6 separate regions of the Mus musculus genome follow, and regions 1, 2, 3, 4 and 5 are each linked to region 6. The links are chromatin contacts, called in public HiChIP or PLAC-seq and promoter capture Hi-C maps. All regions are on one chromosome and are shown on one strand. The core of a region is the stretch at or near the end of the contact, and the rest is flanking DNA. Distances in the headings are between cores, read along the strand shown.

Region 1 (4,035 bases), core at 984-3,483, 1.4 Mb after region 6:
CACACGGCCGGGCAGTGGTGGTGCTCGCCTTTAATCCCACCACTTGGGAGGCAGAGGCAGGCGGATTTCAGAGTTCGAGGCTAGCCAGGTCTACAAAGTGAGTTCCAGGACAGCCAGGGCTACACAGAAAAAAACAAAACAAACAAACAAACAAAAAATCCCACACAAAGTGACAAATAATCGAGACTGTCAAAATAGTTTTAAGTATTTTTCTTAAAGAAACATGAAATAGGATTAAAATATTCTGCCAAGCCAGAAAACCAGTACTTCTGTCATCCTCACTAAAATACACTTAATTTGTTCAATAGATGCTGCCATTCCTACTTTGTGCCACATCTTGTTGAGACAATGAGTGAACATAAAGACCGTACTCTTAATTGTATGTCATCTGGTCCAGTAGCATCAGAATGTAGGAAAAGGGTAAAGACTCAAGGACGGAAACGGGAAAGTCAAGATTTTCCCCGAATATAAACATATATATATCAAACACTTTTGAATTTATATGTTAAAATCAATTAAACTTTTCGAATGATGTTTTCATTGAACTTTTTTCGAATGATGCTTTCATTGAACTTAGTTTCTGGTATAAGTGCTGCTATACAAAAAAAAATGAAAGTGAAAAATGAAAGCAGATGTGTATTAAGCGTTGCTAAAGCAAGAATGGAAACATACTTACCTGTTAGTGTGATAGCCCTTGAGCGGCAACAACTAGAAGTTTTAAGCACTAACCAATAGCAGATACAAATACCCACAATGTTTCCTTTTGGATTAGTAGCGTTCACAAGATACAAAAGACACAATCAAGTAAGATTTCGCTTCCTAGTCTAGGTGTTTCTAACTCTTCCCAGCAGCCCTAGCTCCCCCTCATTGATCCACCTTTAGGCACAAGCAAGTCTTTTTTTTTTTCCCCTGAGCAGAGCAGTGACGTGGCAGGAGAGGCAGAAAATGACCCTAGAGGCTGGTGCTGGCTTGGACACCTCCTTCCTCCGCCCCTTCGTTGTCCATCCAGCACACCCTAGTTCCTGCGGAATTCCAATATAAGACGGGCTTAAGAGAGACGATCCAACTTGATCCCGAGTGGCAGCTCCGGGGCTAGACTAGATGCTGCTTGTGCATGGCAGGCTCGGTTTTGGATTGAGCTTGGGGTCGGCAGTGACTGCACTGGCGGCTGCTCCAGGACTCCTTCCCCCCTGCTCCCCAGTCACTCCTTGACACTGCCAGCGCCCCTCTTCATTCCCACACCTGCGGGCTTAGAACAGGCGTGGGAGTGGAGTTCCCGATTTAGGAAGAGCAGCGGGAATCTCCGCTTGGAGCCAAGCCCTGTGTACTTGAACCCACCGGGACCGTTTATCAACAGGTCAGAAGTTAAGTGGGGCAAGGAAGCTGGGCTCCTCCTCGGATGCCCCATCTCCTCCTCCGCACCAGCCTGACACTCAAGGCAAGAGGTCAGACCCAGGCTTCCAGAGCGACTCCCTTCAACTGCAGACACCGCGTCCACAAACTCGTGGACCCACTGGGGTAACCCCATACCTCCGTACGCCCCCCAACGACTCCCGCCCATCCCCCTCCCGTTCAGTGTCCCCCCGCAAAGGGCCAGGCTGGAGCGGCCAGGCCCCGGGGTCGTGCAGGTGAGGTGCAGATGAGGCTAACGGGAAAGGGCCCGGAGTGCGGCCACTCAGGCCGACGACACCCTCCCGCCCCCGCCCCAGCCATGGGACACACTCACTCACCGCGGGGTCGAGGCCGGGAGCTGCGGCCGGGCGGAGGGAGCGGTGGCACGGAGAACAGCAGAAGCGGCCGGGGCAGCAGAGGCCCTGATGCGGCCCGGGAGTGGCTTACGCGACCTAGATGCTCTTCTCCGGCTCAGAAGTCGGAAGACTCTCGGTGCGAGGTCGGTGCGAGGCGGCGGCGGCGGCAGCGGCGGCTTCTGGCTGCGGACGTGGCGCCTGACGCGACCCGCCCCCTCCGCAGCCTCCGGAGCTCCCGCCTCCTCCCGCGCCTCGGGTTCCGACGCGCACGCGCACTCGCGCCCCCGGCCCTCCGCCCCCCCACCTCCCGCGCCCACCGGTCGCTCGGCGCGCGCAGCCCTCCCAGCAGCCCCCGGCCAGCCTGCGCGCGCGCCTCATCCGGAGGGTCTCCCCGCCCCCTCCGCCCCGGCCACCCAATCAGAGCAGGCGAGGGGGCGCTGCCCCGGCGAGGCGCGCGCCTCCGGCCTCGCCCGAGTCTTCGGCCACTCTCCGGGCTCGAGGGAACTAACGGTTATGGGGGTTTAGAACTTCTCCCCTGAGGAGGGCGGCATGCTCGCCGGTGTCTCCCTCTCCTTCGCCCAGGGGCTTCAACCTTTAGCTGCTGCCCTAAGGGAGTGACGGGCAGGGCCTCTGTCAGTCGCTCTCCCCAGGGCGCTCTGCGAGCCTGTGTCACCGAGTGATAGGGTGAGGCGAGGCCTTGCTAATTTGTGTGGGGTTTTTGTTGTTGTTGTTGGTCCACCTGGAGTCCTTGAGCGTAAACATGTCAGGTTCGCCCTCATCACACAGCGGATGCCCAAGGCCTTTCAGGGGGCCTTGAATTTTGGTAGCGAAAGAAGGTTGGTTCATCGATGTGAGAATTGAACTGGAGAGGGAGGAAAACTGTCACTTCCTAACTAGGGCTTCGTCAGGGCCCCTCCACGTTCTTGCCAGCCTTGGGGGGAGGGGGGATCCCTGGTGGGGTCCTGTAAAGTATTGAGCAGCCTAAGAAGATGCTGTCTGGGAAGTCCTCTGGGTTCAGCGTTGCCTCTGCTTCAGATGGGAAACAGGACAGTGAGCTTCCAAGGGGGCTTGTGATAGCTGCCTAGGAAGGCTGTGAGGAGGAAGCAGAGACGTGACGAAATGGCTACCTGACTAGATAATTGCTATTAGCTTTTCCTTGACTCTCAACATCTTTAAGATAAAAATGACAATAAGTCCACCCTACACTTTTGGGAAAGATAAGAAGAGAGACTGTGGGTGTAAGGGGGCTTTACTGAGAAATTATACCAAAACGTGAGATTTTTTTTCTTTTCACGACCTAGTTATCAAGTGGAAACATACACAGGACAGGGGACCTCAATTTTTAAATGAAAGTAATCAGCGTGGTGTAACTGGATAGCAAGTGTTTATCAAGTCTCAGAAAAGGGATGCTAACAGCAACAACAAAAAATCCTGAGAGGGAGCTAACCTTGGTTCAGTTCTTAAATAGAATGAACTAGAGCTTAACCGTTATCAAATCGATGAATTAAGTCCATTCAGATCACTGTGCTGAAATTATGATAATCTTGTTTTACAGAACTAAAAGAGAATGATGATTAGGAGAGTTTGAACTGTGGTATTAACTGAGTACCAATCTTTTATTGTCATAGACTCCTGAATTCTTAATAGGATTTTAATAGGTGATTTCAAGATTGAACCCTGGGCAAAATTACAATGCAGAACTTTATAACTTTCTTTCCAAATTGACTTACAGTTTTGCTAGTAATTAAGGCTATAATTCAAAGCAGTGGTATATTCTGTTTCATAAACCAATGAAGGTACCAGGGAGCTTTTGGCTCCTTCTGAACCTACAAGTACAGGTAGTCCAGTATTTCTTATAGATCTGACCCCAGTCAGTTCTTGCTGTCTCAGTTTCCTTACCTATAATAATGGAGAGAGGGCCCAGTGGTTAAGAGCACTCACTGCTCTTGCAAAGGTCCTGAGTTCAGTTCCCCACACCCACATGTCAGCTCACAGCTATCTGATGCCATCTTCTTTTTAAAAAGAACAACATCCCATTCAGTTCTAAGCCACTCTTGTCTATATGAGAATCTTAATTGAATTGTTTCTATCCTGATGCTATCTTGATTTCAGATAGCTTGGTGTAACCAGAAGGAACCTCAATGAAATCAGGCCCTATTTATTTTATAGGCTGACCTCCATTGTAGTTCTTGATTCTAATACTGTAATATCTTTATTTCTATATAATGTCTTTAAATGTCTTCAAATAATGAGTTCTTAATGCAGTAACTTAAGGCAAAACTTTCTT
Region 2 (4,448 bases), core at 1,623-4,122, 1.9 Mb before region 6:
ACAGCCAGGGCTACACAGAGAAACCTTGTCTCAGAAAAAAAAAAGGGGGGGGTGTAGTGGTGCACAGCTGTAAAACTAGGAGTTGGGAAGATCTGCTGTATGGCAATTATTTGAAAGAGAACAGTATCCTCTCAGGGCTGTTTGACACCAGGTGCTGTGCACACACACACACACACACACACACGCGCACACGCACACACACACGCACGCACACACACACGCGCACACACACACACGCACACACACGCGCACACGCACACACACACGGTTAGTTATAGTTGTATACCTGTAGGGATCCAGCTTGCTATGAATGACTATCATTACATGGGTCATAGCTGCTGTCCTGCCTGCCAGGTGGTCCTGGCATGCATCCTATTTAGTTTGGTTTCTCTTGCTGTGATAAAATACCAACCAAAACCTTTCTCCACAGGGAAGCAAAGCTTGATCACAGAGGGAAGTCATGACAGGAACTTAAGGCAGGACCCGAAGCAGACCATGGAGGAACGTTGCTTACTTAGCTGTCTCTCCATGCGCTCAGTTTTCTTTTTATATGACCTGGGACTGCCTGGTAAGTAGTGGTATGATCCATTGTGGACTGGACCTTCCTGTATCAACCATTTATCAAGAAAATGCCCCTCAGGCTAGCCTACAAGTTAGTCTGCAGGAGGCATTTTCTCAGTTGATGTTCTCTCTTTTCAGATAACCATAGCTTGTGTCAAAATTGCAAAAACAAAACAACAACAACAACAACAAAAACCACAAAAAAACCTAATAAGCTTATTCCAAATTCTTTAAGGACTAAGTCTCTACAAAGGCCGATGAAGACCTTTGAACCTGCGTCTCTTAGCTAATGTTTGACATGTGAATAGATTTTGAGAAAGTCCTGGTTGGGGACCAGCAAGAGAGCTCTGTGGCTAAGCCTGATGTTCTACGTTTGATTCCCCAGAATCCGCATACCCACATGGTAGAAAGAGAGACTCGGCTTTTCTAAGTAGCCCTGACCTTCACGCACATACCATGGCCTGAGCACAAGCTATCATGTGTGCACACACAATATAAATATGTAAACCTATAGAGAAGTGGGAGAAAGAGAAAGCCCAGGTACCTAAAGTTGGCTGCAGGCTTTTGCATAGCATAGCAGTTCAACCCTTCCGTCTTCCATTGTGACCGATATGATCTAATTTCCTGAAACCCAAGACATGCTTTTGTTGGCAAGTCTAAATAGATTGATTTTGGTGTTGCCTTGGATTTAATTGCCTCTTTGCTTTCTGGCACCAGCAGCCTTTGGTTGTCAGTCCCCATACACACTTGCAGTCATTACTGTCCTTGCTGTGACTAATTACCTAAGAAAAGGCTGCTTAAAGGTGGAAGGACTTATTTTGGCTCACAGTTCACAGGAATTCGGCCCACCATGGCAGGCAAGTCACACAGTAGACCAACTTGATCTGAAGCACCGAGGGAGGGAGAAAATGTTCCCCTGGCTTTCTCTTCCTCTCCTTTTTATTCACTCAGAGCCCATGGGATGGTGCTGCTTGCTTGAAGTTAAGCCTTTTTGGGAAATGCCTTCAGAGACACATCCATGGTGTGTTACATTAATATTCTAGGTATCTCCTAATATCATTAAGTTGGCAATTGAAATGAATCATCATTATGCTGGCTTTCCTCAAAATTAGCATATTCATTGTAATTAACAAAAATCCCTTAAGTAGTCTGCATTTGTCTTTGGGTATACAGCTTTACCTTGTATCTTAGTCAGGGTTTGTATTCCTGCACAAACATCATGACCAAGAAGCAGGTTGGGGAGGAAAGGGTTTACTCAGCTTACACTTCCACATTGCTGTTCATCACCAAAGGAAGTCAGGACAGGAACTCACAATCCCTGTAGGCTATTCCCTAGCATGGTATGGCACACAAGGCACATTTATGTGGCTGAGATGAACCTGTATTAGGTCATCTATGGCCAAAAGTGGGCTCAGAATTCCCAAACTATAGCTCAGACCCGCAGAGCTGGCCAGTGCTTCAGGAACACCAATTGGTTTGGTTTAGGTGGTGTCTGGCTGGGTGGATCTGAAATGGATCAAGTCATCTTGTCTTGCTGCTAGGAAATAAATACTCCAAGTAGAATTGGTGGGAACAGATATATACTCCAAGTAGCTTTTGGTGGGTGGGCCAGGGCTGGATCCAACCCTTTCTGTCACTTGCCTGAATTAGATCCTTTGTCCATTCTAGGCAAGTGCTCTACCATTGGGCTAAATTTCCAGCTCTTTAGAGGGCGGCTCACTAAGCTGCGAATTCAGACCTTGAACTTGTGATCCTCCTGCTTCAGCCTCCTTAGTAGCCAGGCAGCAGGGATGACAGACTTGTGCTATCAGGCCTGGTTACTATGCGATTTGGCTTTCCCGCTGCTTATCACAAAGGTGTATGTGACGTCCATGCCCAGTGGCCCAAACACCACTGAGCCCCTTTGCCTGAACCCCAGAACCCATAGCGGGACCCGATGGGGTGCGCATCACTGGTGGCCAAGGCTCTGGAAGGAAGCTCAGTGGGTGCTGGAGAGAGAGGCTCAGAGGAAAAACCCCCAAGGGAAGGAGGAGCTGGGAATCCAGCCAGTTTGGCGGGACTTGCCCAAGAGCTGGCCAGCCTCGCGGGGTCCCGCGTCTCCCGCCGCACCCACCCGTCGCTGTATCAAGCAAAAGCGAAAGGAAGCCGAGCGGTCCCGCGTGGCGTGGCGTGGGCGGGGAGGTGGCTGCGCGCTCTAGCTCCGCGGGACCAGGCTGCCGCTTTGTGACTTCACCGGTTTCGCAACAAGCCAGGACCGCCCGCGCCCCACCCACCCGGCTGCCCGTCCGCCCTCCGCCCTCGGGTCTCTGAGCGCTTCCCTCCCTCCGGGGCTGGGCCTGTCCCGGCCGTCCCGGAGTCTCTGTCCCGCCGCGCCGTTAGCTGTCTGTGTCTTGGCCACCGCCTCCAGGCAGTCCGCAGCAAGCCAGCTTCTTGGTCCGACGAGCTCAGCGCCCTCTCACCGCGATGCTGTGCTTCCTCAGGGGAATGGCTTTCGTCCCCTTCCTCCTGGTGACTTGGTCGTCCGCAGCCTTCATCATCTCCTACGTGGTCGCGGTGCTCTCTGGGCACGTCAACCCCTTTCTCCCCTATATCAGGTGAGGGGCAAGAGGAGCGTGAGGGAGGGACCAGGTGAGCTGAGAGGGAGGGAAGGCGTGCAAGCCAGGCATGGGTAGTGGAAATTCTTGAGGTAGTGGAAAGGTGTGACAAGATAATCTCTGGGATCCCCGGGCAAGTTTAGAGAGTCAGGAAGCACGTGTGGGTTCTGCCTTTAATGAGAAACAGTGCTCAGAGCCGCGCATCAAGCAGACAGCTAGACAGCTGGTGGCACCTTTAGACCTGGGGTATGGGATAAAATCTTGGGGAGAGCCTTCTTTGGTGACACTCAGACAAGGAGAGTTCCTAAGATACCATTTATTGTAAGTAGATCCAGGCATGTGGCAAACCGCTCACTTATTTCTCTTCCCAACAACTCCTGGCTCCTCCCCTCCCTCCCTCTCCCCCTCTCTGTCTCTGAGACTGGATCTCCCTATGTAGCCCAGGTTGGCCTGAAGTCTAGGGTGGTATACACAAGTCTACCTTCTTCTGCTTCTCTAGTGCTGGGATTTAAAAGTCTTCACCACCACAGGGGGCTCATTTCTAACAGCTAAAATTTCTTTTCCATGAAAGAAAATGGAGGTTTAAACTGGTGGAGATACACCAGTAGGTCATTGGCGTAAAAGCAACCCTGGACCCCTTGTGCCAACAGCAGCACCTTTAGGATGGACCTGCCTCATACTCCTCTGGACCTGGTGCCTCTAAAGTCAGAGTCCTCAAGTTGTCAAAACCTGTGAAGTTTCTTGCCCTTATTTATTACTTTGTTTCCTACTTAGTCTCCGTCTTTCCTGAGGGTCCTTTATCCACAGCTGGGACAACAGCTTGATCCTCCTTTTTTGTTTATTAGATATTTTCTTCATTTACATTTCAAACCCTATCCCCAAAGTCCCCTATACCCTCCCCCCACCCTGCTCCCCAACCCACCCACTCCTGCTGCTTAGCCCTGGCATTCCCCTGTACTGGGGCATATGATCTTCAAAAGAAAGGCCCTCTCCTCCCATTGATGGCCGACTAGGTCATCCTCTGCTACATATACAACTAGAGACACGGCTCTGGTAGGGGAGGTACTGATTAGTTCATATTGTTGTTCCACCTATAGGGTTGCAGACCCATTCAGCTCCTTGGGTTCTTCTCTAGCTCCTTCATTAGGGGCCCTGTGTTCCATCAAATAGGTGACTGTGAGCATCCACTTCTGTATTTGCCAGGTACTGGCATAGCCTCACAACAGCTTGATCCTCTTTAACATTTCCATGTTAAATGACGGGTATCTGGGTATCTGTGTCCTTTGAGGAAGA
Region 3 (4,415 bases), core at 610-3,109, 1.1 Mb after region 6:
GAACCCTGTGTGCTCTGGGAACATTACTACCAGTGTCAACCACGCGGATCCCAAGCTCAGGAGTGAACCTACGGGTTCCTGGCTGTCTCCACTCTGGCCCCTACCTCTAAGGCCGTGGAGAGCGCGAGTGGCCAGAGAGACGCGGGAGGGGGACGAGAGGCAAACTTGAACCCGGAGTTGACAGAGCCACTTACCACTGGCGTTCTTCCCACAGATGAGGTGCTGGTAGGGCTGCAAGAGCCCCCAGATTTCCGAGTCGTTGTTGACCGTGTGCTCCAGGGTCTCCACGGTGAATTTGGGCGCTTCGTGAAGCGTGTGGTGGTGGTGATGATGGTTGGCGGCGACGGCGGCGGTGGCTGTGGTTGGCGGGACTGCGGTCGCCGCCGTGGCTGGCGGGGCGCAACAACTACTGCCCCCGCTGGCGCTGCTGGCTGCGCTGCAAGGGCCACCGCTCGCCGCTCCCCCTCCCGGAGTCTCGCGCTCCTTATCCGCTGCAGGGGCTCCGGGGCCTGAGCCGGGGCCTGGGCCAGAACCGGAGCTGGAGCCAGGGCCAGGACCGCTACAGCTACGAGGTAGCCCGGAGGCCAACACCCGCGAGTAGATGTCCCGGAAGAGACTCTCCATACAGGCGGTCAGGTAGATGGCGGCATGCTCGTGGATGCGCAGCGCCACGCGGCTGTCCACCATCCAGCGGTACACGCGGCCCACGGAGAAGGTGAGGCCGCAGCGCGCCGACTTGCCACGGCCCAAGCGGTCGCCGCCAGCGCTGCTCATGTTATAGAGGGACAGCGCGGCCAGCGCGGCAGCGGTGCAGTGAGCCGCCAGGCCCCAGGACAGTACGATCTCCATGGCACTCTGGATCTCGTACTTGGTGCACTTGGCGAAGCGCAGGCTCAGGCGCTGCGCCTCTTTAGCGATGCGCACTAGAGCCCGGCTTACCAGCATCGAGAGCTTGGCCAGCGCGTCCTTGGGCAGGCTGCCGGGGACCGCTGGGCCTGCCCGGGGATCCCGCGAGCGCAGCAGCAGCAACTCCAGTTCCTGGAGGGTCCAGGGGACCTCGTCGAGGTCCGGCAGCAACCGCGAGCAGTGCTGACCGGCGCAGTCCAGCCCCTCGGAGTCTTCCACCAGGGCAGTGTTGACGGTGTCAAAGCTGTTGTGCCGGCTGTGCATGGAGTCAGCTAAAGGCGGCCAGCAGCTCCCGCCATACGGGGACGCCGGGTGAGAGTCAGAACAGCACAGAGACAAGTTGGAGGAGCGCACAGAGTCCGCCGCGCCACCATAACCCGAGTCCAGCGTCAGATCTTCCAGCGTTCGCACCACAGGCTTCTTACCTCTCCTGGCCATCGCTGCGCCACTTCATGCTGCAGCCGCCGTGGAGCCGAGGGGAAGGAAAGGCAAGGATCTGTGGGCACCGGGGTCCTCGGGGACAGCGGGGCTCCACGTCGCCTAGGCTCACTTTCCCACCTGGCGTTGCCAGCAAGTGTCACTACTTTCGCCTGTCTCCCCGAGCCGTCACCACGGGAAGATACACGGCGGAACCTGAAGTCATCTTCTGGAGTCGGGGCCAGAGCGAGGGCGCACTGAGCCGCGAGCCAGGCCGGGAAGGAAGCTCCCGCCAGGACCCGCGCCTTTCATCCAAAATAAAAGTGTCTGGTCCTCTCCTCCCTGGGACCAGACGGATGCAGAAGCCTCCGAGAGCCGGCCACAGTGTCGATAGGACCTAGATCGCCCCAGATACGGCCGCCGCAGCTCGGCGGGCTACGGGCTCCCCCGGCTCCGGGATCCGGGCCGCGGTTCTCTTGAGCTCCCGCCCCGCACTAAAGCGCTGTAGCCAGGCGGCTGCAAAACCCTGCTGAGCCCCAGCAAACCAAGCAGTCAGAGGGCGGGCGCATGCAAAGCAGGGCCGTCGAAGAGCCAATGGAATCGGGGGATGCTAATTACTTAGGTTTTTTTTTTTTTTTTTTATTCCTCCCTTCCATGCGGCCCCGCCCCTCAGACACGCCCCCCCAGGCCTTGACCAGGGCTGCAGCTAGGAGGGATCCGCGGCCTAGGTGGAAGCCTGGAGAAGAACAGTCATCCTGCAACTGTAGCTTCCCTAGTTTCTGCTTTCGAACTATCGACAAAAATATCATTTATATCGTTATTTGTTCCACTCTGCGGTTCATAAAGTGTTTGTCCGAGGGTTACTTTCTGCTTTGGCATTTTAGATTTCTCTTTCCCTCCCACCAGCCCATACAAGATGCACGTTTCTCCTCCCTCTTCAGGCACCCTGACTAATTCAGGCGGGTGCCGCTTCTCAGCCTGGGTTTGCTCCAGCATGGAAGGAAATAAAACAGGAAAGTAGTGAGGGGGAGACTGATAATTGCCACTGGGAAGCGAATCTCTAGCCATAAACCACCTGTCACCAGGACTTTCTAGGTTTGTTCGGCAGACAGGAATCTACCCTTAAGTTCCAGGGTGTGTGTGTGTGTGTGTGTGTGTGTGTGTGTGTGTGTGTGTGTGTGTGTTCCGGCCACTCTGTGGTTCTGGTGGACAATGCTCTAGACTGCTCAAACTTAAATTTGTGCACAGGAGAATATTCTTTTCAGCTAAAGAAAGATACAAAATATATGTGTGTGTCTGCTGCATTTCTGTGTCTAACAGCATCATTGCTTGGCTATTTGTCTATCTCTACCTACCTTAGGAAAAACCTTATTCATTCAAAGATTCCTACCTCCCTTACACAATCCTATTCCTACAAGAAGCCCACCCTGATCTCCCAAAACTATCCTGGGTGTTTCCACCACCCCACCCTCTTCGATGGCTTCACATTTCTGGGCCCTTGTCACGCTGGCTTGCTACTATCTATTTATTTGTCTGGATCCCACATTGGGCTAGGGAGTTGTGGTAAATGTATGAGTCGACAAGGGAAGGACGTGCTTTGAACTGCTGGTTTGAACGTTCAACTGTGGCTGAAGGGATGTGAGAAGACACTCAACATCACTGGCCATCAGGGTAACTGCAAATCAGAACCATAAGGAGCTGCCAGCTCATGCCTGTTAGGATGGCGATTATCAGAAAGTCAAAAGATTACAAGCATCAACAAGGGTGTGGAGGATAAAGAAGAGTGTACTCTATTGGTGAGAAGGGAAATTGATATAGCTATTATGGAAAATAATGCCGAAGATCTTCAAAAAATTACTAATTAGAACTACCATGTGATCCAATAATCCCACATCTGGATCTTTACCAAACAGAAATAAAGCCACTATTTAAAAGATCTATTTACTCCCCTCTCCCTGTTCATTGAAGCATTATTTGCAATCGCTAAGAGAGAATATTGTTCAGACTTCAAAAAGAAGGAAATCTCACCATGTATAACAAATGGCTAATCTGGACAGTATCATCCTGCTAAGGGGAGTGTCTCACTTATTGTGTGACTCTAAAAAGAATCACACAGTAGCACCAGAATGTACGATGGTAACTGGGTGCAGACAGGGGCGGGGGATTGTTCAGCACACAGACTTATATTTACAGATGATGTGTTCCACAGTTCTAGAGACATTACATACATGCAGGGTGGCATCTAGAGTGAATGATGATGTCGGTAGGAAGTTGTCTGTAAGTGTTCTTATCAGGCAGAGGAAAAGGTCAGATGTATGGGTTGAGAGGTATGTTAATTTTCTTGATTATGGTAATTATTCACAATACATATAATAAACACCACATAGTACACCTTAAATGCCTATCATTTTTGTTTGTCATTCAAATCTCAGTAAGGATGGGGGTGGGGCATAGGCAGCTGTGGATTCCCTGCCGTTCATCCTGCATATCCCATGTCATCCTGTAATTTCCATCCTAATACACGTCCATAGCAACACGTTCCCTTTCCTGTTCTCTAATATCAGAATCTTCCTAAAGTTTACCTCTTATGTTGTCACGCATAACAAAATCAAAACTAACAAACCACTCATATCAAAAAATGTGAGCTATTTTATTTATTTATTTATTTATTTATTTAGTCTCCCAAGTACCTAAAGTTTACACTTATTACTTAGCTTTCAGGAGTCCCACGCTATTCTTAAACTTCCTTTCTGTAATTTCACAGAGAGAGAGAGAGAGAGAGACAGAGAGAGACAGAGAGAGACAGAGAGAGACAGAGAGAGACAGAGAGAGACAGAGAGAGACAGAGAGACAGAGAGAGACAGAGAGACAGAGAGACAGACACAGAGACAGAAGGAGAGACAGAGAGGCAAAGACAAAGGCAGAGAGAGGGTGGGCTTTCTCACACATACATTGTGCGCTCTGGGCAGGTCGGATCCCTCCTACAGGCTGATATCCCAGCCTGTCTCCCTCATTCCCTGCCGCTGCTCTTTTCGTGCAGATGTCCTTCTCCCCTCTTATCTTTCTTAAACCTCCTCTCTTCCCAGTGGGAT
Region 4 (4,377 bases), core at 1,457-3,956, 1.9 Mb after region 6:
TTCTGTCTTTGATAGTTTTTTTTCTCATTAAACTTTCAACTTTAATTTGTAGATTACATTTTGTGTTTCAATCATGTCTTCCTTAGGAAGCTACCACAGTGTCTGCCATAGACCCTTGCGTGTTTCTAACACCGCTGGCCCCTTTCCCTGGTCTTATTCTCTGTAGCAGGGTGCTCAGGCTTTGGCATTTTCTTTTTTCTGAATGAATGAACATAATGAATCATGTTACTTACTGCCTTTGCCAAAGAAGGCAAAGAATGGCACGGGAGACTCAGAAATTGACATTGCACTTACTCATATTGATTATTCCCATCTATGTAAGTGGGATAATAAACAGTAATGAACAGTACTTACTAGAGCAATAGTTTCGCGTGCTGAGTTAAATGAACAAATGCTATTTCCTTTTAGCTCAGCCTATTTTCTATTCAGCTCCACAACTTGTATTTTCTCTACAACTTTCTAGACAGGAGCTCTGGTTTATTTGAACTAATCATTTCTATTATATTTTTCCTTCATATTATACTGTGGTAGGAAAAGTTACTCAGGCTTTGGGGCTGGTTATTATTCATCGATGAGGTGAGCAAATACTAATCGACTATACTGAGTACTTATGGGGTAGTGTTTCAGCAACTTAAACAAGTAAACAGACTTGCCTCCTGACTTCAGAAGTCGTTAGCTTAATAGGGGCGACATGTAAGCAAATGGAATGACACTTGGTAGGTGCTATAACAGTATGCAGTGAGGTGGATTATTATAGATGCTAGGTATACTGCCATGACTGAGCATGGTGGTTGTATGAGGGAGGCATTCCAAATAAAGGGAGCCACTGTGTGCAAGCGCACAGGGTTGAAGGAGCTGGCAGGGTGGAGAACACTGAGGATGTCTATGCCTGCTATGAGTTAGACATGGTGAGGAAAGAAAGGTAGGTACATTGAAGAGGCTTAAGGTAGTGAATGAGGTGACAGCAGGTTCCAGTGAGCCAGTGCACCGTGGCTCAAAAGCTGAGTTAGGGCTGGGAAACACAGACAGAAGGACCAGAAAGCAGTGTAGTGGCCCATTTGGAAGACACCGAGAGTTCCAGCTCATGCTGCAATTAAGGACGATTGTGAGGAAGGTTCCTTACAGCAACACTGTAACACGACGCTGTGATCTACAAAACTCTCCCTGGAGAGCCATACCAAAAATATTAAAAGTAAAATAAAATAACACTCATAAAGCTTGGAGTTAAGTCTGCAGTTTTGGACTGGGCTACATTCTTAACTATCCTTTGCTGCATGGGCTGCAGGTCCTGTTGATTAGGAGTAGGGGAACACTGAGAAATAAGCCAAACACAAAGACAAATACTGTGTATTTTCCCTAAGAGGATCTTGGAACTCATTCTTCAAAGTCCCTGAGACAGTGAGGTTGTGATCCTACCACCTCTACATACCAAATGCTGAGATTAAAGTCGTGGGCCCCTACACCCTGTCATAGCAGGAATCAACCACGGGTGCTCTGGAAGAGCAACCAGTAGTCCTCAATCCCTGAGCCGCCCCTGGGTCCTAAGTCACTGATCAGGTCGCTCCCAATTAAACCCTTCAATGGTGCTTTACTATTCCCAGGGAGAAAGTCTAACACCTTCTAAGAGTTAACACATTTCAGAATCAGGAAGGCATCTTTTACTGCCCTCTTCCCCTAGCTCCACTAGATTTATTTGTTCCCCTGAAACAACTGATGGTGTGTCTGGGGTCATGTACAACCTGTTCCTCTGCCTGAATTTCTTCCTCGACCATCTTCAGTCCTAGATGTCCCTATTCTGTGCCAAAGATGTCAAGGTTCAGTGAGAATTTATATACCTTCTCAGGAAACAAAATCATGTCAATAACTGCACTTCCTTAGGCAGTTCACCGTGAAGCAATTATCCTTTAACTTTTAAGAATCTGATGAAAGCTATAGGGGCCCCTAAGAAAATACAAGATCAAAAATGGGGGACGAAGGGATAGTCAAGGTACTTAAACTAAACCTGCAGTCCAAAGAAACTGTGGAGTAAAAGGAAAATGATGACAAGGGTGAGATTCCCATTTACTTTTAGCACCAAAGCCGGCTATGGGACCTCAAGAACATTGCCTACGTTCTCAGGATCTCTGTGTCCTTCCAGGTGAGATCGGCAAGAAGATATTGGTTCCTGAGAGAATACACAAGGACCAATTCTTGCCAGTGCACACTTAAATTAGAAAAGCTTTACCCGAGAGCCATTCGCTAAGCTTCTAAACGTAGGACGCTACTGAGAGATCTGTACTTGCTGCTACAAACGCTCAAGAACCACACCTGGTAAAAGCTCACACACCCGGAGCTCCGAGCATGTGCAGAAGTTCTGAGCATGCGTAGAAGCCCAGGGACCCGCCCTCGTCATCCTGAAAACTCTCCCGGCAACGCCTCCTTAGTCGTCTCCAACCTCTTCCGCTGCCTGCGCTCACGGCACTTACCTCCACAGTCGGGATCGGCGCAGTCAGCTGCTCCGGAGTCAGGCTCCCGAACTCCTCGGCTAGAACATCCATTCCATTCACGGTAGAGGAAGAAGTCGGCAGAATGTTCACATCCGCCCGTGCGGCTCCAAGCAAGTAGCACGCGGAGAGTGGTGTGCGTTCTCCTCCGGTGTCCCCGTGGCGCTTGTTTACGGGGAGGCGTTTCAAAAGGTTCCGCCTGGTCAGGGCCTAACCTGCGGAGGAACCCGGAAGTGACCGAGCCGGATGTGGAAAACTACACCCACTGGTGTACTTCCGAGGTCTCGCCGGGCTAATCCTAGCCTCTTGACAGGCTCATTTCCAGTATCCCCAGAATGATTGAATACGGCAAAGTATAGTAGTTCTAACTGTATAACTAATCTGAAAAATGACTCGATAATACACATTAGTCACAACATGAACTTCTAAAGCAGAGATTTCAATTAACTCAGTCTAAACTGCTTGTATGTTGTGTAGTACAGAAGAGCAAAAGTCCTTGCTTAAATAATTGGTGGTACCTGCGTGTAATGAACAGGCATCAGCCGGGCGTGGTGGCGCACGCCTTTAATCCCAGCACTCGGGAGGCAGAGGCAGGCGGATTTCTGAGTTCGAGGCCAGCCTGGCCTACAAAGTGAGTTCCAGGACAGCCAGGGGGCAGTAAAAGATGCCTTCCTGATTCTGAAATGTGTTAACTCTTAGAAGGTGTTAGACTTTCTCCCTGGGAATAGTAAAGCACCATTGAAGGGTTTAAACGGGAGCGACCTGATCAGTGACTTAGGACCCAGGGGCGGCTCAGGGATTGAGGACTACTGGTTGCTCTTCCAGAGCACCTGGGGTTGATTCCTGCTATGACAGGGTGTAGGGGCCCACGACTTTAATCCCAGCATTTGGTATGTAGAGGTGGTAGGATCACAACCTCACTGTCTCAGGGAGTTTGAAGAATGAGGTCCAAGATCCTCTTAGGGAAAACCCAATAAATTATATTAGAATAGTTAATTAACGGTTTGGGGGAAAATATGTTTAAATCCTATGTCGATGAAATATACCTTAACAAAACACTAGAAGGAAACGTCAGAGGGACGGAGTTTGTTACCACTACACCGAATAAACGAAGGATTGCACATAATCCTCCCACGGCAGCACAGACACCTATAATCCCAGCATTTAGAAGCTAGAGGTAGGAGGGCATCCAGAAATTCAAGGGCATCCTTGGCTACCTAACAAGGTCGAGGCCAGCCTGGGCTACATGAAACCCTGTCTCCAAAGAAAAGGTAATGTATTAATAACATTGATTGGTGAAAGATTTCAAGGATGGCAACGGAGAAAGCATAAGAATTGCTAAAAGTTGTATTCCATTAATTTTTAAAAAATTAGATACACCTATAAAAAATCTCTATGAATAGTAAACACACAGTTGGTAGAAGACAAAAGGATTTGTCACTGAAATTGGAAATGAGTTCATGCAAGTCCAATGGTAAGAAAAATCCCATGGGAAGAAGAGGTAAAAGATGCCAACAGTTTTTAAATGAGTTTCAGTTTGGGAACATACAAAAATTGTGGAGATGGATGGTGTCACATGAGTGTGTACAATGCTCCTGGCCATTTAATAGTTGAACTATTTAATAGTTCACCTGTATAATTAGCACCATCTAATAATATGTGTTCTTTTTTTTTTTTAAACCTGGTCCAAGGTAATCTGCGTACAGAGTTAGCTAGTTAAATTTCAGTGCTTGTATCTAAACGTTGTGCTGATAGACTTCTGAAACTAAGTGAAGAAAGAAAGAAAAAAATTACAGGCCACCAAGATGGCTCAGTATGTTAAGTCACCTGCCACAAAGCTTGAAAAGCCGCGTTCAGCCCCCAAGACCCACATTGTAGAAGGAGAGAAGCAACT
Region 5 (4,030 bases), core at 497-2,996, 1.7 Mb after region 6:
CAGCCACCAGGTCTGCAATGTAGGCCAAGAGAGGCCTGGAACTTTCCTCCCAGTACAGAAGAACAAGGTCTGGGAAGATATCTAGATAGCTTAATCTTTTTACAACCTGCCCTAGGGGTGGGTGGAGTGGGGGCAGAGTTGACTGTGGTGTTATTTGCAAGTAAGTTAATGTGTGTCAGGGCACAGCTGAGGCCAGCAGGCACTTGTTGCTCAGCTGCAATGCCCTCACATTCTCTCAGGTTTCAGTCAAGCTGCTGCCTATGCCCAGGCTGTGGTCTTACCACCCCTCAAAATTCCAAAGCTGCGGCCCAGCAGGGATTGGAGTGGCCTGGTGGAGAGACTGAGCCTAACGGAGAGAGTAAAGTTTTTTTGAGAACCACTACATGGAAAGGACATAGAAAAAAATAACAGAATTTGAAGTGCGGCGGGTCCCCAAAGATGCTAGGCGTAGAAGTTGACCAACGGATCGCCTGGAGAAGATGCTGGGCATTTTCGTTGTAAGAGATTCCGTGTGTTCCCTTGTGAACCGTGGCGACCCTAGTGCCTGATGTCCACCACACAGCCCTCAAACTACAGGCCGGTTCACAAAACTCAGTGTCAGGCCTCTTCATATGTTCTGCATTCTGCTCCCCCCACCCCCCTTTTGCAAGGTTACAGCCTCACTGTGGAGAGGCTAGTGAGTCGCGTCTTCGCGGCCGGGAGACTACAGTCCTAGGGGCCCATCTCTCCTAGCCCAAAGCTACTAAAGCCCCAGGACCACCGGGTTCGCCGCCGCCACTCCCTCCCTGCAGCGAGATTCCAGAAGCAAGAGCCTCCAGTGCGCGGTGAGACGCGGTACGCCGTCGCCCTCCTCCGCCTTTGGAGCGTTCGGGGCCCTCACCCCAGATCCTAAGCATACCACTACCCTAGCCAAAGCCAGGGCCGCCGCCGGGTCCGGGCGGGGCGGCTTGCTCGCAAAGCTCTTGCAAGTAGCATAAACACCTCGAGCTCGCCGCGAGCCAGCGAGCATCTTTATGCAACTTTATGTCCAAGTGAAAGCGCGCGCCTCAGAGTGCGCGCACGCGCACACACGCATTTACACTCACACACACTTCCATGCATCCACTTACACACTTAGCGCTGGACCGAAAACTTCTGCACGCTCTCCTCCTCTCCTGGGATCCCACTGTCAGGTTGCCCCGCCTGAACTTTCTGCAACTCTTTCTGAAGTGACCCCCGCCCTGTCCCTTCTCCTTCCTCCCCCCTCCAATGACCCCCCTCCAAGTCCCACCAGGACTAACCTGTGGAATCCATGTCGGGTTCCTCCAGTAACCCACAATGCATGCTCTTCCCATGGACAGCACAGACGCCCCCCAAAAGTCCTGATATTTGGGGATCCCCTGTGCTAGAGATGCCCAGGGAGGAAGGGAGGGAAGAAATAAGGAAGGAAGGGATAGCGAGAGAGAGAGGGGGAGACGGTGGGTGAGAGGGCAAAAGGATAAAAGGGGAAAAGAAAGAACTAGTGGAAAGAAAAGAGGCGAAGAAGCGAGGGAAGGAAGGAAGCTAGAGCTGAAGGAGAGAGCGAGAGAGCGAGCGAGCGAGCGAGGGGACACTCAGTAATCCAGTCGGGCAAAGCCAAACCCGTCAAAATGTTTGCGGATGTTTCATGGGAAAAAACATCATTTTATAGGAGCCCCGATGGGAGCAATGTCATTGATAGGCCAGCGGGCCTGATGAATGGCCGCTCGTCAGATGGGGCCGTGGCGAGGCGCACTGTGAAGCCCATTGTGGGCCTGTTTTGAATAAGAAAAGCCGCCTCCGAAAAGGGGGGCTCAGAGCGACGCAATCCCAGCCCTCCGACTTCCCCCTTCTATTATAGCATTAGCAACGTTTTTCTTATTTAAAGTTCCAGAGGCCTTCTCCAGCCTTAGCCCGGCACTCATTATAGACGAAATCAAAATTGGCTTAGATCTGCCCCCCTCTTCAGTCCTCCCGCGCCCGGGCCCCGCGCGGTGCAGCCATGAAGGGGGGTGCAGAGGTACCCGAGCCCTAGGAGTCTCCTGTGCGTCCACGAGTGGGCCCGACTCCTTTTTTTCTCCCCTCGAGACACGTCCCGTTTTCGCCTTGAGTTAGATTTTGAGTAGGGGCCGGGGAGTAGTGCAGAGGGGGTATGTCTTGAGTTTCTTCCACGCAGATCCGCGGACGTGCGTGGGAGTAGAAGTTGAGGAAGGGGAAAGTGAAGCCTTAGGTTCCCATAACCAGTCTGAGGGACAAGAAGGCCGCTTGGCTGCGAGGGGGTGAGAGGCTGGCTTGCGTCAACCAGAACTTTTGTACCCCTTGTCTCTCGCCCCACGGGTCTCTCCAGGTCGGCGTGCCTCGCTGTCTCGCTCTCCGTTTCTCCCTTGGCAGCCAGTCTCTTTGTCTCTCCCTAGTTCTGCGTTCTCCCTGGGTCTCTGGGACCCTCACCCCCACCCCCACCCCCGCGCCTCTTCCCATAACCCTGTATGTCAGTCTGTCTGCGTCCGGGCCCCTCCCTCTTCCCATGTCCCCCGGCTCCCCCCTCTGCCACCCTCTCGGTCCCCCACAGCCAGCAACGGAGTTGGTGAGAAGCCCCGGCGTCAGAGCTGGGGATGAGGCTTTCCCAGGGACCCCTCCCCGGCGCAGTTGAAAGTGTGGGAGGGGGAGGGGGCCGGGGCCTGTGGACCGCAAGTGGAAAGTGGGGGTGGAGGGGGGGCTCCCGTGGCCCCGGGAAAGTGGCCGCTCGCGGGCCGGCCGCGCTGTGATTAGAATATGAATGGGCTCGGCGGGCGGAAGAGAAAGGCGGATTACCCCGCTGCTTTGACCATGGACAGAGGCAGCGCCAGCGGCGCAGGGGCGGATCGCCCGAGTCCCTCCCGCCGAGCCGGGTGCGCTTCTTGCCCGCGACCCCGGGCCTGCCCACCTCGGGCCTCCGGGTAGCCCCCCGAGCCGCGCCGAGTGGGACAATGGTGGGTGAGGGGCAAGGGACTAGCACGTGCCGAGTTAAGGTCACGAGATGCAGGGAAGGGGCAGCGCGGACGGGCAGAAGGGTTCGAATCCCGGCTCTGCAGATTCCTTCATCTTTTTTGGGCCTCAGCTTCCTTATCTGTGAAATGGGAGTAACGACGTTTCTCCCCCGTTGCTCTCCTCAGGCCCTACCGGGCCTCTGTGTGTTGCCCCTTCTTGCTCAAACTGCTGCTAAATTCCAACCCGGGTTATCTCTCTTATCTCTTATCTCTCTCACACAACTATCTATCTTGTGCCCAGAAGCCCTCGGCCACCAACCCCAGGCACACAGCTTTCCCTCTCTAGCAGTGGATGAAAAGCTTTAGCGGCCTAAGGGGATAAATACTACTATCTCCTCAACCCCGTGGGTTCCAAGTGAGAGATCAATGACTGCGTCTTTTTCTAGAAGCCTCACTGGCCCTGTGGACAAAATGCCAGGGTGCATGGTCAAAGGGGAGCTCTGCCAGGTGCATCCATTGACCTGTGGGGCAGAGGTGATCTGTAGAAGGCAGGTGAGAATTTTAGGCAGAAGGTGCTAGCATTGCACTCATTAGTAGTGTGTGTGTGTGTGTGTGTGTGTGTGTGTGTGCATGTGTGTGTGAGGAGGGTGGGTGATGGGCTGCCCTCACAAAGCAAGGGTGGCAGAAAAGGACCAGGAGAAAGGGGAGCAGTGAGTCAGCCCCTACCAGCTGGTGTTTGACAAATACAACTGAGGCTGCGCAGCAGGGCTTTCCTCATCCCTGCCCTGCTTAGCCTGAGAGCAGAGAGGTTCTCTGAGCTTATATTGGAGAGACACAGGAGGGAGAAGGCATGACGCTGATTGGTTTGTGTAGCGTGTTTGTCATATGATGGAGTGAACAAACATCAAAGACTGTCAAGAAGTGACACTGGAACTTAAAAATGGTGCCATCTTTCACTTCAGGTCAGATAGGAAGAAAGAAAGAAAGAAAGAAAGAAAGAAAGAAAGAAAGAAAGAAAGAAAGAAAGAAAGAAAGAAAGAGAGAAAGAAAGAAAAAAAGAAAGAAAG
Region 6 (3,938 bases), core at 1,426-3,925:
AGCAAGCGCTCCACTCACTGATCCATTTCCCCATCCCATAATTCCTCTTGAATCATGTAGATCTTTTAAAGAATTACTGAAAAATAGAAACTTGCAATCGTCTTAAAAATCTTGCCATGTGTAGACAATGACAACGGAACAATTTTACCCTTGCTGACAAGCAGAGCCAAGCTATAACCCAGTAAATCCCGAGCTGTCGTGAGTTAGAAGCCAGGCTCCAGCCACAGCTCTGTCAACTACAAGCTATGCATATGAAATGTGAAATAATTGCAAGCTGTAAACCTTACAGTAGAGAGCCTGTATCTAGAACAGTTTGTTATGAAAAGAGCTAGCTCACCCTTTTTAGTTGCACTAAGAACAGTATATTTAGGTTCTTTTCAAATATAAATATCATCTTCAAATGCTACTACTATCACCATCTTTCAGGGTGTGATTTTTTTTTTATGAAGTGATGAAGGAATGTGTACACCTGTTACCATGTAGACATTTGCCTTTACACAGAACCCTGTTCTAAACTGTTCATTTGCTATTGTTTGAGGCACTCTTTCTTTCCTGCATCCATCAAGGTCTTGGTACAAAACAACAGAAATGATCGGGTGACTAATGAAAGAAAGTGGATGAATGCAGAGATGAAGATTCACAAGGAAAAATGGTAGGGTGAGGTACAGGGTGGCCAGAAGGATGAAACTTGAGGAACAGGCAGAGATCATGGGAGCACTGGGTCTGGCCACTGTGATTCAGGACTGCATGGTCCAGTCTCTTTAGAATGCTGCCGCTGTCATTGTCACCCTGAGCAGCCTCCTGTACAATCTATCTTCTTCTTTTGTTACTATTGGTTGAGTGAGCATTCTGTCCTAAGGATTGGAGGTGAATGGCAGATGGGACAAACTGTGGAAGATTCTGTCCCGGGGAATAGTCAGGCTTTCACGCAGTGAAAATTAACCATCAAAAAGATGGAGAGATACAGGGAGTGGAGATATGGTTCAGTGGTTAAGAGTATGCACTGCCCTTGCAGGAGGCCTGAGTTCAGTTCTAAGCACCCAGGTGTAACCCCTGCTCCAGGCAGGTCCCTTTCTCTGATCTCTGCATCTCTACAGGAACCTGTACTCATGTTCACAAGCCTACATACACATAATTAAAAATAAGTAACTCATTTTTAAAATATATGGAAGTAAAAAATAAATGACATTTTCTAGAAAGCAATCCTTTAGCTGGTGCTCAGCTTGCTGCTGCTGATGGTTGAGAAGCAATGACTTGGCATCTTCTACCTCACAAGTCCTTGTACAACCTACAGGGCCAAACCCAGAGATTTATGAAATCATCTGCTGTTTCTCCGAATTTAAACCTTTCAGGTGAGAACAGTAGGGGCAAAGGGATTGCTTCTCCGGGGGCTGATTACTGTTTGTAGGCCTCTTTCATTATTCAAGGTTCATGCACAGAAATAAAAATGCTAAGTGGCACTGACCTCCAGGGCATGATGGAAGAATACCATTAATGGAAAAACCCTTGGTGATGTATACTGAGCACTGCTCAGCAAACACTGACCCTGCATTGAATCTGCACCTTTTCTTATATATAGTGCAATCAAACATAAGTACTCGTGCAGTAATTTGCCTGGCTTCTCTTCTAAACCTTTGTCCAACTCCTTCCTTCCTTAGAAACGGAAGGTTCTTTAGAATTCTTGTCCTGGCAAGAATTCCCCTTCCATTTTTCCAAGTACTTTTTCTGTGCACCTTTAACACCAGTGGTGTTTTTTTTTTAAATAACTACATTTATAGGTCTTTATATTGCAGCTAGAAATGGATGTGGTGTCACGTGTCTTTTAACTCAGCACTCAAGAGACAGAGGCAGGTGGACCTCTATGAGTTTGAGGCCAGCCTGGTCTACATAGTGAGTTCCAGGCCAGCCAGAACTACATAGAGAAACCCTGTCTCTAAAATCAAACCAAATACTGGAGGACAGAGAGCCTTAAAGGAGACCTGCTTTGAATTTCTGAGGGACCTTGAGGCATAGAAGTGACACATGAGACAGGGACCTGCCAAATATCCTCCCATTCTGTGCTGGTTAAGCTTTTCAATTGCCTTATTTTCCAATCTGTAATTTCTTTTAACCTTGTAGTCTTAATTCTCATCTCACAAATCTCCTCTATGGAGAGGCCTGGCATAGTCCCGACATCCCTTTTGTGTTCTCATTACACATCTCTATCAGTTTACAGCAAGCTGACATTATCTTTTGTTTGTGCACTTGTATGTAACCAACTCCTCCTCATGCCATCCCCAGCCAGGGTAAGAGCTTAGCTCCTTGTGCTTGTACTCCTATGACATTTGCTGACAGCTGACTCACTGGTCTCTCAGAAGCTCCTACTAAGGCCCAGGGAAGTCAGGTGACTTTCTCCAAGCTGGCTTCCTAGGATACTGAACTGCATTATTCACACTCCCTGAGGGGCATCTCAATCCTCCTGGGATGAAGAAAGATCGTCCACTTGGCCACTTGAGGCCAGCAACAGCAAAGCTTGCTTGCTCTAGCAACTTTCCCTACCTGGCTGGCGAGGGAAAGCCTAGAGACTGAGAAAGGAGGGGCTTGAGGGGCGGGCCTGGATGCAGGGCCCCTGTTGGCCCAGCCAATGGGCTCTCCGGCGTAGGGAGACCAGTCTGCCCAGAGGAGGCGCTCACGTACTGTGCAGGGCAGAGGCAGAGCGCGCAAGCTGCAGCGCTCCCGCAGATCCTGTAATTGGCGGCGCCAGTCCGAGGTACACACGGGCCACCGTAGCTGGCACTGTCGGTAAGCCAAGGCAAAGTGGAGTAGGTGGGTTTTCTGGCCTTAGGGAGCACTCACCCCGAATCCGAGCTGTTGGTGCGTCCTCGGGCAGTGCTACTTCCCCATAAGCTCTCTCTTTTGTTAGCCGAATGTTGATGCTGCATGTTGGTGGGGTGCAGGTGCTCCGTGAGCCCGGAGTGCCACCCTCCGGTCCCAGGCTGCTGCTGCCGGTCCCTAGCACTGGTCCCTGTAGAGTACCGGAACCCTGGGGCCCTCAAAGCTATGACTACTGAGGTATTCAACCCAACATCCAGACCTGTCCCGGAAAAGAGCTTCCTCTGGGAAGCTGAGACCACAACAGATACTGGTGCTCTGCACTGGATCCCAGCACCTGCTCTAGGCAGGTCCCTCAGGACCTGTTGCCTTGGGTCTGGGGCTCAGATCTGTTGCGCAGTCTTCTATTTCCAGCTATCCTGAGACGAAGGAAAAAACCTTGGAGGGTTTTCCTGGCCAGGCTAAGACTAACACTGCTGGAGCGCCCTGGTTATTTATTCATGACTTACTTGGCTGTAAGCCAGACACTATGCTCTCAGCTCTAGCGGCCTTAAAGGAATCTCAGGAGTTGCTGGGGCCTACCAGGGATGATAGGATAGGAGGGATTGCAGTGTGGTGTAGTGCAGACAGCAAGAGGTGGGTGGGTCGTGATGCAGCCTGGAAGACACACAGAGACTGGAGAGTTTGCCAGCCTGAGAGCTGTGGAATCAGAGGCATCAGGGACAGGAAGAATTTCAGGTAGATTTTCCCATGTGCAGACGAAAGAAGTGAAGAACTCAGAATCTCAGCTAATCAAACAGCAGATTGCACAGTAGAACCAGGACTTGCAGATGGGACCTAAACTGCAAGGTAGAAGGGGCTAGCCAAAAATGTACACAATCTAGAGATGCATGCAGCCTGACAAGTTTATCCTAGGACACGGGAGGCTGGGAAAGAATTCCAGCTGATCCCACAGCCACTCTGCTAGCTCTGTGGACAGTGACTGGAGCTGGCATCTTCAAGCTAGTAAGTTGTGAAAAGCTGGTTTTCAGGCAACGTGGCTGCAAATACTCTGGCCCCTTAAGGCTGACTATCTGACAGGGGCTCTGTAACCCTAGCTTCTGGGCATGAATTCAGGCAGGGAGATG

What was found. Promoter capture Hi-C pulls out the DNA fragments that hold promoters and counts their contacts. HiChIP or PLAC-seq counts read pairs in DNA pulled down with a chosen protein or histone mark.
Region 1: a contact with region 6 is called in a promoter capture Hi-C map of liver, with 3 times the contacts expected there. The contact joins the promoter of Fhl4 here to the promoter of Syn3 in region 6. A contact is called at or near these places in 4 of 39 promoter capture datasets (the 3T3-L1 cell line, hippocampal neurons and liver).
Region 2: a contact with region 6 is called in a promoter capture Hi-C map of liver, with 3 times the contacts expected there. The contact joins the promoter of Dram1 here to the promoter of Syn3 in region 6. A contact is called at or near these places in 4 of 39 promoter capture datasets (embryonic stem cells, hippocampal neurons, liver and 1 more).
Region 3: an HNF4G HiChIP or PLAC-seq map of pancreatic cancer cells shows a contact between it and region 6. The contact joins the promoter of Btbd11 here to the promoter of Syn3 in region 6. A contact is called at or near these places in 3 of 39 promoter capture datasets (liver, pre-B cells and stem cell-derived epiblast-like cells) and 1 of 115 datasets of contacts at active chromatin or transcription factors (pancreatic cancer cells).
Region 4: a contact with region 6 is called in a promoter capture Hi-C map of liver, with 4 times the contacts expected there. The contact joins the promoter of Polr3b here to the promoter of Syn3 in region 6. A contact is called at or near these places in 2 of 39 promoter capture datasets (hippocampal neurons and liver).
Region 5: a contact with region 6 is called in a promoter capture Hi-C map of liver, with 5 times the contacts expected there. The contact joins the promoter of Rfx4 here to the promoter of Syn3 in region 6. A contact is called at or near these places in 2 of 39 promoter capture datasets (hippocampal neurons and liver).

The regions. Positions count from the first base shown.
Region 1 is chr10:85,100,693-85,104,727 of GRCm38.p6, reverse strand. It overlaps Fhl4 (four and a half LIM domains 4), which reads left to right and starts at 2,233. Exons shown (of 2, transcript NM_010214.4): 1 at 2,233-2,432. It overlaps Tmem263 (transmembrane protein 263), which reads right to left and starts at 2,101. Exons shown (of 3, transcript NM_001013028.2): 1 at 1,731-2,101.
Region 2 is chr10:88,355,499-88,359,946 of GRCm38.p6, reverse strand. It overlaps Dram1 (DNA-damage regulated autophagy modulator 1), which reads left to right and starts at 2,872. Exons shown (of 7, transcript NM_027878.2): 1 at 2,872-3,155. The coding sequence starts at 3,025.
Region 3 is chr10:85,384,258-85,388,672 of GRCm38.p6, reverse strand. Btbd11 (BTB (POZ) domain containing 11) reads right to left here and starts at 1,859. Exons shown (of 17, transcript NM_028709.2): 1 at 195-1,859. The coding sequence starts at 1,344.
Region 4 is chr10:84,620,627-84,625,003 of GRCm38.p6, reverse strand. Polr3b (polymerase (RNA) III (DNA directed) polypeptide B) reads right to left here and starts at 2,706. Exons shown (of 28, transcript NM_027423.2): 1 at 2,466-2,706. The coding sequence starts at 2,537. It overlaps Gm17249 (a long non-coding RNA gene), which reads left to right and starts at 2,359. Exons shown (of 2, transcript XR_380645.4): 1 at 2,359-2,807; 2 at 3,546-4,377.
Region 5 is chr10:84,753,764-84,757,793 of GRCm38.p6, reverse strand. It overlaps Rfx4 (regulatory factor X, 4 (influences HLA class II expression)), which reads right to left and starts at 1,746. Exons shown (of 18, transcript NM_001024918.1): 1 at 1,281-1,746. The coding sequence starts at 1,323.
Region 6 is chr10:86,497,633-86,501,570 of GRCm38.p6, reverse strand. It overlaps Syn3 (synapsin III), which reads left to right and starts at 2,675. Exons shown (of 14, transcript NM_013722.3): 1 at 2,675-2,781.